Linked DNA regions of Sus scrofa: region 1 is linked to region 2. The links are chromatin contacts, called in public Hi-C maps. All regions are on one chromosome and are shown on one strand. Each heading gives the region's core, a stretch centred on a gene start, on an enhancer-like site or on the middle of the called end of the contact. The rest is flanking DNA. Distances are from core to core; before and after follow the strand shown.

The links. Hi-C and Micro-C count contacts between places; a contact is called where the count stands out from the background.
Region 1: a contact with region 2 is called in a Hi-C map of fetal heart ventricle, with 4 times the contacts expected there. The contact joins the promoter of SKIDA1 here to the enhancer-like site in region 2. A contact is called at or near these places in 5 of 47 Hi-C or Micro-C datasets (embryonic fibroblasts, fetal heart ventricle, fetal skeletal muscle and 1 more) and 1 of 2 datasets of contacts at active chromatin or transcription factors (alveolar macrophages).

Annotation. Positions count from the first base shown.
Region 1 is chr10:53,325,373-53,331,413 of Sscrofa11.1, reverse strand. It overlaps SKIDA1 (SKI/DACH domain-containing protein 1), which reads right to left and starts at 1,273. Exons shown (of 2, transcript XM_021064948.1): 1 at 381-1,273. LOC102158457 (a long non-coding RNA gene) reads left to right here and starts at 1,453. Exons shown (of 3, transcript XR_001299330.2): 1 at 1,453-1,602; 2 at 3,945-4,018; 3 at 5,301-5,440.
Region 2 is chr10:52,895,652-52,901,797 of Sscrofa11.1, reverse strand. The region is part of intron 1 of DNAJC1 (dnaJ homolog subfamily C member 1); the gene reads right to left. Among named protein-coding and RNA genes, the nearest start is that of DNAJC1, 36 kb to the right of the region's middle. Within about 2 kb of position 1,652, at least 4 of the 83 cell types and tissues checked have an H3K27ac peak or open chromatin away from gene starts, as enhancers often do.

The sequences.
Region 1 (6,041 bases), core at 24-2,523, 430 kb before region 2:
TATATAAATCTTTCCATTAAACTATCGAAGCTCAGAAACAGCCTGACTCACAGACTTCATCAGAAGCAGTGTGTGTACGCTTTAAAAAAAAAAAAAAAAAAAAAAAAAAAAAACCTGTATATTCGCCTTTAAAGGAATATTGCCTATTTTTTGCTTTATTTGCATTTTACCGCTATAGCTATTATCATCTCAAAGAAAAGCATTTTTAAGACATTATCAAGCCTAAATAGATACACCCCTCCCCCTTTTCCTTTGGAAAATGAAGCTTAAGCGTAAACGTGCAGAATAGCTTGGTATTTCCCTTTTGGGAGTGGGGAAGGAGCCTGACTGGGAACTCCAAAGTTAAATCCGCGCGGTGAACCACCCCAGTACAGACTTACGTTTTGAATTTCTCTCGATTTTCCTTTTTTTTCCACCCCTGAAATGCCTTTTTACACAGAAACAAAGTTATTTGACCAAGGAAGCAGTTCAAGGCTCCAGCTCCGAAACACTGTAACAATTCAACTGGATTTTGGTGCTCTGCTGGGGGGTGGGCTGGGGAGGAGGTAGTTTCACGTCAGACCCATAACAAAGCATAGATAAGCCAGAAATGTGTACACTTTTCACAATTAACCAGGCTGGATCGGAGGCGGGATCTTCCTAGAGTCCCCAGCAGAGCCTTTGCCAGGGTCCTGTTCACCACAGGTCAGAATTCCATGGAAGGGACTGCTTCTGTAGCAAAGAAAAGAAAATGTAAACCGCCCAAGGTGCTTCCAGAGGTTTTACGTAATAAAGATGAAAAGAAAGTGCTGATGTACGATGCAGACTATTTCAGTGGTCTAGGATGCTTTTGGTTGGTAGTTTAAATGAATCTTCCACAACTCCCATTTTTTCCATGAAAGCCAAGCATCTGCTTTAAAAAAAAAAATCACTTTGGATGAATACCAATATTGTTTAACCTCTTCTTAGTCAAATTAAGGCATATTTTGGTGTCATTTTCAAGGATATCCAAAATATTGCCAAATGAGAGCAAAGGTCTTCCCAGTCGCATTACCACGATCCCAAGGCGGTTTGTTGGCTGCTTTGCAAAATTCGGCAAAATCTTCTTAACTGCTCGGTGTTTGCAACTACAGCACAAATACAACCCAGGCATTTATATATTTCCTTGCTCTTCCAAAAATAGAGACATCCGTGTGGTTAAAAGAATAAACGGATATTTCTGACCCTGCAAGAAAAAAATTGTACAGTAATTTCTTCCTTCACATTCAAAAGTTCCAGCTTCCCCTGCTCTGGCTAGCATAAGCAGGTATGGCGAGAGAGAGAGAGAGAGAGAGAGAGAGAGAGAGAGAGAGAGAGAGAGAGAGAGATTAAAAACCGAGGAATCAGACATACAAAAAGGTAGTTTGCATGAAATCTCAGCCATAGTTCCCTACCCCCACCCTCGTCTTCCATGTAATTTCCCAGGAATTTTGAAGAGAATTGGGAATTTCAAGAAGTGCATCCGGAAATTAAGGAAGTCTATTTAAGAGCGTCTGTAACTCAGAGGTTGGGATTTGAAAAGTCAGCCCTGGACTACTGTTGCACTCCGCACAGATGTAATCGCCGCTCTTCAACTTAATCAATGTGTGTACAAACCGCGATGTCTAGTTCTTGCCTTTGAAATCTAAGGCTAGCATTTCCATCCAAGAAATCAGAGCTACAGCAAATTACATTTTTGTCCCTTGAATGAGAGAAGGATCATTGAATGGATCTCGTGATATTTCAGGCTTTAAACGTAACCGAGAGGCAGCAATGAACAATGCCTCGTCACAGCTAATACCATCCACCGAGTTGGCTTTCTTTTGCATCTGGATCTATCACACCGCGTTTTTCTCTTTCACTTTCACAGGAGGCAAAATGCAAAAGGTTTTGGCAGAATGCAAAGTTTCCAGGAAAAGCAGATGCTGGTGTTTGCTTTTTAAAGTAGAATGACCAGTGTCTTTCTATTGCCAATGACAATAATGTTTTAAAATTCCTCCTGATGCACTTTTATGCTGCCAGCCCTCTTCCTCCCACCCCACCCCATAGTCGTCCAATTCCCCTCCCCCAGCTTTAAGATTTCCACCAAACAGCCAAGAAATAGTAAACTCAGAAAACGCTTTGAGAAGATATTACAAAAGGTTGGCTAGAACGTCTCTTTTTTTTTTTCCCCCCCTTTGGGCCAGGTAGTTCTAGTTGTTCTTGATTCCTATTTAGAATTACACACACACACACACACACACACACACACACACACACTCCTATTCCTCCTGCACAAGACAACATTATTTAGTAGCTATTTCAAAAATCACCTTTTCCTCTCCTTCCTCCCCTTCCACCTTTAAAATACCGGCAATATGGGTGATTCTTAAAACTAGTAGAATATTAAGATTTAAAAAAAAACAACTAAAGTTATAATCTGTTGGATCAAATAGAGAAAAATAAAGGCCAAGAGATTTGAGAACTGGGTCTGTGTATACAATTTATACGAGTATCTTTGTATGTGCACTCAGATACCTTCACACTTATACATTTTTAATACTCCTATTAAACATCTTTCTTCTTGTCTAATACATTCTTTTGTTCCTTTAACTTCCCTATCGTTGCATGTGTGTGTGTGTGTGTGTGTGTTAAGGTGTGAGCGCGCGCGTGCGTGAGTGTGCTGCACGCTAACACACACACACACACACACACACACACACACACACACCCAGAATGTGACAGACAGCTTTCTTGTAGCCATCAGCACACGTTGCATATCCGGGGTCTTCTCCAGGCACATTGGGGGTCGATCCCGATAAAAAGATCTAGCAGAGGCCCCTGAGCGCTCACACATGAAAGGCAGGGGACTTTAAGATGGATTTGCATGCACACAGGGGATTTCGATCAATAGCTACCAACATTTATGGCTTAGATTATTAATGTGAAAGCTGGCCAAAAGAATGGGGATGAAAAATTAAAGGTGTCTGTTATCAATTATGCTTAAAGTTATGCAATAATTTACTTACTTTGCCTGGATGTGCAGATCCAGATGTATAAAGTACAATTCTTCAAAAGCCAGGGGGTTTCTTTGATAAATATGTTGACCATGTCAGCCGCCTCTACAATCAAAGATGAACCCAATTCAGATGATGGACTGTATTCAAATTCTTTTTTAAGAAGAGATATATCAACTTCTATGTTTCTCGAATGCATATACGTAGGTGGGTGGATATGCCCAAATTAACATTTATGTGTATATCTATCTCTGAGGGTCCAGGGAGTTACTTACTGAGAATTTAGGAATATATAGGATATGCACTGAGTTTGTTAATTAAATGTGATTATTTACTCAGTGAGGAATGTGTAATCTACACGCCTTCATAAAAAGTATTTTAGCTTTGAAAACAAAGCTGCTTGCTAAAGGAAAATGCTCTGTGGCAAACAGAGATAGAAATACATTAATGTCCACTTACTTCTGCATTTATTGTAAAAAATCAGCACTTTCAGTTTTTACAGTGATGGGCTATGAAGATATGAACATATTTGTCTTTACTTATCCTATATGAATGTGCTAAATTTATCTTCAAATGTTCTACTTTGATTTATTTTCACTGTATTTTATGTTTAAATACCACTGCAATTCAGTCTGACCTCTTTCCTCTGGAGCGAAGTAATGCACACGGCATTTACAGTCTTTTAAATGGTTAGCTGGGAAATGCAATAGCAATTTGCAGAAGTAGTTTACTAATGGGGAAAGTTCTTTTGAAAACCTGAAGGAAAACCTAAGAGTACTTTTGCATTTCTACACTACAACTGTCATATAATTAAAGTATTGAAGAGCATTAAAATAATCCTTTCCCTTCCCAGCCTTCACCCATACATGCATAATTTAAATGAGGATCACCCCCCTGCCCCCCAAACCCCACCACCCTCACCTAACTCTTCACCATATACATTTGTTTCAGTGATTGCTGGCACATTTTGTTCAAAGTGAATTCAGACAGAAGAGACTAAGGAGCATCACAAAGGCCTCAACAATGTAAGTATACTGGTTAGAATGAAAGAAGTCTCCTTGTACTGTTAGCCAAAAGTAACTATAATACTTAGGACATAACAAAGTCTCAAATAATAATAATTTAAATTCTTATACTGCTGAGTTAATTGAGGATATAGGACAATAAAATCTTGTGTGAGAGCGACAGTTCCTTACCTAAATTTATGTAATATCATGTTCTCTGTTTTGGGGGGGGAAGGGAAAATGAGAATGGAGGAGGAGGAAAGAGCTAAATTAAGGAACAACTTAAATTATAACTTAGTACATGTTCCTTAATTTTTTCTTTTTTGTCTCATCCAAACAAATCAGGGCAAGTCTCCAAAAGGGCCCATCCTTCTGTTCTTAGGCATTTAAAAATCCCGTTTTTAACAGAAATTTGGGACACAGAATATATGCCATGTTGTCTACTGACCCATAATCAAAATGCAGTGACCTTCTACCCTTTTTTTGCCCCCTGACCCATCTTCAATTCAATGCAGCCTTTATAAATTTGCAAATCCTTGGAGGTAAAGGGGTTTTTGTGAGGCTTTGTTCTGAAAAAGCCCTAAGAGTATGCTTTCTAAATTAGACAAAGGTAAAGCAACAAACCCTAGTGGACAAGATTTTATACAGGTGAGCAATAGGCAACTCTTCAGATAACACATATTGCAAGCTAAAAAGCAGTTATAAACATGGGAGACAAGAAGGTTATAGATGGCATCAAATTAGGTGTGGTACAAATCACTTTCATGATGTAAGAAATGGTTAGGCCACAATCTTCCCTGCTTTCCTCATCTCAAGGGCTGTGGGGGACCCTAGTGACCAAGGAAGGAATGGGGGGGAGGGTAGTAAAGACAGAGGGGAGGGAGGGAGGAAGGAAAAGAAAGAAAGGAGCAAGACCTGATGTGAATCTACAGGCACATTCCCTTATCTTTCCTGCTATCAACCAGTTTAAAGGACACCATAATTATGATGGTGATAAAACAATGCCTGCTTATGTGTGCTGAATAAACAAAGAATGTTTACAGCTCAAGAATCTTTTAATTCCAATTAAACGTTATCAAAGAAAAGCCACTTTTCTTACTGCAGCCGCCTTTCCCCCAATTATCTTGTTTTGTTGCAATATTTTCCTCTGAGACATCAGGGCCTCTCACAATTGATCCTGAATGTAGGAAAAAAAAAAAAAATCTGAGAAAGTAGAGTTCAACGTTGGTATATTAAATACTACACAAATCTCAAGATCCGCAATTTATTTGGGTTACCCCAATTTTTCTTTATTTCCCACCAGGATAAAATGTGTAGAAACTGAAGTGATGACACTAAGTGCTGAGGCCTACCTACAGGCTGCTGGAGCCACAGTGAAATTCTGAGCACCCATGAGGGGAGAAGGGAGAGATAAGACATGTGGGGCCTGCTGGTCTCTGGAAGGGGAATCCTCTGGTTCTGTTCCCTGGCTTTAGCCCAAATCCTTCTAGGAGCACTGGAGCCAATCACCGCCTTCCACGGCTGCAGCTACTGGGCGCACACAAAAAAGCGGGAGATCAAAAAACCCCAAGTTCACATTTATGGATACACAAGGATCATTTCATATTCATGACTTCAACAAATCACATCATAATCAGATTTTAACAAGGTTTGGGCAGTGATGCCCACCAGCCTGGGCACTAAACATTGACACATATCACAGGCTAACCAGAAGAGTCACTTTTTTTATTATGGAATCATAGAGTGAAAATTGTCTTTCAACTTTGAAAAGCTCCTTTTTCCCTTCTGAGGCCAGTTTTTACACAAGTACATTTCAAGTAAGCACCTCTCTTTAAGTCATTCCCGCAATGTTATAATTCAAATTTCTCTTTGCTTCCTTTCTCAGTGCCAGTAGTGTTTTGAAAAACACATGGCACAGCAAACATCATGGAAAACCCACTCGTTCCATTAAATGTCCATACAACTGCCTTTTTACTCCTCTAAGCAGCGCATTGCTAAGCAGAAACTTAAAACAAAACAAAACAAAACAAAAAAAACCCAAAAA
Region 2 (6,146 bases), core at 403-2,902:
AAGTTCCCAGGTGAGGGGTCGAATTGGAGCTGTAGCTGCCGGCCTACACCACAGCCATACTGACACCAGATCCAAGCCGCATCTGCAGTCTATTCTACATCTCAAAGCAATGACGCATCCTTAACCCACTGAGTGAGGACAGGGATCGAACCTGCATCCTCATGAATACTAGTCAGAATCATTTCCACTGTGCCACAACAGGAACTCCTCGTTTTTAGTTAAGTCTTTGTACTTTTGCTATCTATTAGCTATACAAGTAATGCATGAATAAACACACACACACAAATTTAAGTAACATAGAGTAAAACATCCCCCTTAACTATCCTCCCTGGCAAACCCCAATCCCTCAGTAGAAGTAATTATGGTTATCAGTTTGGTGCATATACATCCCTCTAGATTTTTTTTTTTTGGCTGTGCTAAGGCCATATAGAAGTTCCTAGGCCAGAGATTGAACTTGTGCCACAGCAGCAACCCAAGCCACAGCAGTGACAATACTGGATCCTTAGCCCACTGCACCACAAGGGAACTCCTAGATCTTTTTCTTTTTAAATGAATTTACTTTCATATATGTATACATGTAGAAATCTTCCACTTTATATCACCATTAACCAAAACATATTCCTTATATTAAAAAAAGAACTTATAATTCCTTGTAATAAAAAAAGAACTTATAATTAACACATGCTTTTTTCCATTTATGTATTGCTTTGCTGGGCTTTGATGTTAATATTCATTTTCATACACGATATGCTACTTAACATTTGTTTTTACCAGGGATTTAGCTTATTATTGGACACATTTAATTGAGAACACCACTGTATAAAACATACACTATTTTAAATACATAAAATACATAAGTAGGGAATGAAATTAAAACTATAATTGGATTTAAAAAGTTTAACAAAAATATTCCCCTTAAGTATCAAAATATGAATCAGAATGATCAAGGAATGAGGGTTTAATTTTCTTTTTGATTCATTTATATTTTTAAACTGCTTACTTAGAGCATAAATCATAAAAGCAATCTGTCTGAAGTACACAATGGTTTTTTAGTAAATGCAAAGAGCTGTGCAAGGTTATCATCATCCAGTTTTAGAATATTTCCAGTACCTCAAAAAGATCTCTACGCCTATCTCTGTAGATTTGCTTTTTCCGAACATTCATGTAAATGGAAGGGATGAGGTTTTTCTGATTGTATTTAAATATCAGATTCAGCAGCAAAAAATTTTTTTTGGATAATGACTTTGCTAAAGTTTTTTTCAAGAAGTCATTAACATGCTTTGCTCATTTGGTAAGGATGCTATAAATATAACTGAATTCTTTTTTTACTTTCCCTCCCTTACTCCCTCCTTTCCTTCCTTTCTTCCTTTGTCACTTTTCAATCTTGCAGTATTTAATGATCATTATTCTCAATAAAGCATGGTTTTGCAAACAGTATACATGGAAGGTATAAGGAATCAACTTCAATATATATCCTGACAGTTTAATAACAAACAAAACAGAAAGTCAACATATAAATGTATATATCCTTGAGATGTTTTAGTTTCTCCTGCATGTGGAATACACTTTTAAAAAAATTGACGAAAAATCCATTTTATGTAGATCTCTTAAAATTTGGAATTCTATCCCCAAATGAAATTCTATCTCCAAACAGAAATCCACTCTCCAAAAAATTCTGGTGTCTCCCTTGACCCCTCTTTCTCTCACAGTCCACATCCAATTCATTAGCAAATCCTGACGGTTCTATTATTAAGTTATACTCAGAATCTGAACACTCACACCTTCACCAGTACCACTAGAGTCCAAAACAACCATCCCTTTTTTTGCTTGGATCATTACAAAAACTTCTAACACAGCTCCTGACGTCAGCCCTTGCCAGGCCCCTTCCTTCAACAGTATGTTTTCAGCACAACAGCCAGACTGAAACAAAAAACAGATCCAGTCAAAAACCTCCAACAGCTTTCCCTTTCACTCAGATAGGAAGTCCAAGTCCTTAGTGACTGCAATTAATGTCTTAAACTTAACAACAAGCTAGTTTTAACAACCTAAGTAACCACTAAGAAATAACTAAAAAAAATTTTTTTAAAGAAGAGAATAAAAATGGTGCAACACACACACACACACACACAAATCAACCAAATACAAAGCCAGGCAGTAATGGAGAAATCAAGGAATAAAAAACATAAGCTATAGAAAACAAATGACGTCAATGAACAGACATTATCAAAAGAGTGAAAAAGCAACAGAAGAGGGAAACTATCTGCAAATCATATACCTGATAACAGGTAAATATCCAGAATACATAACTCTTGCAACTCAACTATTAAAAGACAAAATAATCATGTTAAAAAAATGGGTAAATGTCTTGAAAAGATTTCTCCAGGGAAGATATACAAATGGCCAAAAGTACCTGAAAAGATGCTCAACATTAGCAATAATTAGAGAAATGTAAATCAAAACTATAATAGATACCACTTCAGAACTACGAGGATGGCTATTTTTAAAAAATGAAATACAGTAAGTGTAGATGAGGATGTAGAGAAATTGGAACCCTTATACATCGATGGTGAGAGAGTAAAACAGTACAACCACTATGGAAAACGGTATGTATGACAGATCTTCAATTAGTTAAGCATCATATTACAGCATGATCAACAATTCCACTTCTCAGTATATACCCTAAAAAACTAAATACAAAGACTCAAACAGATATGTGTAAACCAGTGTCGCTGGCAGCATTATTCACAATAGCCAAAAGGTGGAAATAACCAAAGTTCATCAACAGATGAATGTAAAATACTGGAAAATTACTGAGCAAGAAGTTCTGATATATGCTACAGAATGGATGAACCTTGAAAACTCTATGATAAGTGAAATAAGCCAGCTACAAAGGGCAAATACTGTATGATTCCACTTATATGAAGTAGCTGGAATAGGCAAATTCAGAGAGACAAAAAACAGATTAGAGGCTACCAGCTCTGGGGGAGGGAGTATGGGAAGTTACTGCCTAATATATTCAGAGTTTCAGTTTAGGGGTGATGAAAAACTTTGGAAACAGATGGTGGTTAGGGTTCTACAACACTGTGAATGTACTTAATGCCACTGAATTGCACACTTAAAAATGGTTAAAATGGGGAGTTCCCACCATAGCTCAGTGGAAACTAATCTGACTAGTATCCATGAGGATGTGGGTACTATCCCTGCCCTTGCTCAGTGGGTTGGGGATCCAGCATTGCTGTGGCTGTGGTGTAGGCCAGCAGCTGTAGCTCCAATTTGACCTCTAGTCTGGGAACTTCCATATGCTGCAAGTGTGGCCATGAAAAGTAAAAATAAAAAAGGTTAAAATAGCAAATTTTTTGTTTTATATATTTTACCACACTTTTTTTTCCCCCAAAAGCCAAAGGTTTTACAATCACATTAAAATCTCCAAGTCCTTTAAAAGGCCTATAAAGTAAGCAGGATCTGATCTCTCATTATCTCTCTGATCTCAACTCCAACAATTTTCCCTCTGGCTTTTTCCACACTCACAACTCCTTGATGTTTCTTGAACACACACAGGAACAGTCCTGCTCAGAACCTTTACATGTGTCAATCTCTCTGCCTGAAATGGACTCCCCTCCTCTCATGGCTCACAACCTTCCTCCTCCAGGAGGAATATCACCTTTGTTCAAATGTCCCCCTTTCAATTATGGCTCACTTGACTATCCTGCTCAGAATCACAGCCCTCCCCCAACATGTCTCCAAAGCATTTTAACTATCTGTGTGTGTGCGAAATCACCAATTTATTGTCATTCTCTTCCTCTAAAATGTGAACTCCATAAGAGCAGGAATTTTGTCTGCTTTGTCCAACGCTGTGTTCCTAAAATAGTGCCAGGCGCATAGTAAACCATCAATAAATCACTGCTGAATGAAGGAATAGTGAATTATTCTAATCACCAGTGTAAGACTAGTGATCAATAGCAAGATGTGCCACCTCTTAAACTTTCCTCAAAATTGAAGAAGGCTCAAATTTTACTCCTAAGTCTATTTGATGTATAGAAGCCATAATGAAAGGCTGCTACTTTACCACTGGCTTTTTTCTTTTGCTACGTTTAATTTACTTTTGCCACTCCATCATTTTTTTACAGTACCTCTCAAATATTTTAAACAGCACTACTGAAAAATTTACAGATAATTCACACATCTTAAGTATTCAATCTGATGACTTTTTAAATAAATTTACCCAGTTGTGCAACTTTCATCACAATCCAGTTTTAAAATACCTCTGTCATCCCAAACATTTTCTCAAATCCCTCTGCAGTCAACCCCAACTCCAACTCCCAACCCAAGGCAAACAGAGATTCTTTTTTTTTTTTGCCGTGCCCGTGGCTTGTGGAAGTTCCTGGGCCAATGATCAAACGTGTGCCACAGCAGCTACCAGAGCTGCTACAGTGACAACATCAGATCCCTAATCCAATGTGCCACAAGAGAACTCCAAACATAGGTTTACCTTTTATCTCTTTAATCTTTTCTAGAAATTTCATAAATTTTATATCATTTCTGTGTATCTGGCTTCATTTGTTGAGCTTGTTTTTGAGGTTTATCCATGTCATTACATGTATCATTTGTTCATTTTTTAAAAAAAATTACTGAGCAGAGCTCCCATCATGGCTCATGGTAACAAACCCAACTAGTATCCATGAGGATATGGGTTCAATCCCTGGCCCTTAGTTGGTTAAGGATCCTGTGTTGCTGTGGCTATGGTGTAGGCCTGCAGCTGCAGGTCCATCCAATTTGACACTTAGAATGGGAACTTCCATATGCCACAGATGTGGCCCTAAAAGACAAAAAAACAAAAAAATCCAAAATCAACAAAAAAATTTACAGAGCACTCTCCTAACCTTATAATATTTTAAGCACCTTCTTATTCTCCTGCACCACAGTGTTCTAGATTCACCTTCTATTTTTTCCTGACCCAGCCCTGGAATCAACCATTTCTCCATTGGGCCCTGGTTCTTTTAATTTATTCACTAAGTTCTTATTTCCATCTTTAAAAATTTATACTGGTACTAATGGTCTTTTGCAAATCTGTTTATTCTTTAAAGGGCACTAGAGATCCTAAAATATAGTGACTTAAATAAAATAGATTATTTCCTTCTCATGTAATAGTCTAGAAATAAGCCGTGCATAGCTGAAGGGGCAGCTCAACACATACTACAATCTCTATGTCCAAATTCTGCCAGCTCGAGCTTTTGTCAACTCTCAGCACGCAAGACGGAAATAGGTGGGGTGCGGAGCAGGGGGAAAGGAGGGCTTTGTATACAGACATTCCTTCCTAAGGCAAGACAGAGACGTGCCACATATAACTTCTGTTTATAATCCATTGCCAAAACCTTAGCTTGGCTATACCAACATTCAAGGGACGTTAGTGAAAGTAGTTGCCAGCTTGGCAGCTATAAGCTATACATATTCATCTATAACCCAGAAAGTAGTGGTGGATAACTAGCACAAGAGACCCTTGTGCCAATTAGAGACTACCTCAAATTAAATTCCCCACCTGAGTTTTCATCCTACATAAGTAATCTAACTTAGAACCACCAATTTATATGAGGACTCACTCCTGGTTACAAACTCTCAGGGGAGATGTTTTTGCCTCTCTATCAAACAACCAGGCTGGGATAGGCAAGTTTTGACACTCTAAGGAATGCTAACTTTAGGCCAGCTGGGCAATGCATTTAATTTTTTTCCTTTTTTATTCAGTTTCAAATAGAATAGTTTCAATTCAGGAGTTCCCATCGTGGCGCAGTGGTTAACGAATCCGACTAGGAACCATGAGGTCGCGGGTTCGGTCCCTGCCCTTGCTCAGTGGGTTAACGATCCGGCGTTGCCGTGAGCTGTGGTGTAGGTTGCAGACGCGGCTCGGATCCCGCGTTGCTGTGGCTCTGGCGTAGGCCGGTGGCTACAGCTCCGATTGGACCCCTAGCCTGGGAATCTCCATATGCCATGGGAGCGGCCCAAGACCAAGAAATAGCAGAAAGACCAAAAAAAAAAAAAAAAAAAAAAAAAAAAAAAAACATATTTACTGCCTACTCTTTTAAGCTGTGCAAGGTGGCAATAGTTCATTGAATGATCACAGATCAAAACCCTAAAGTTACAAAATATGTCAA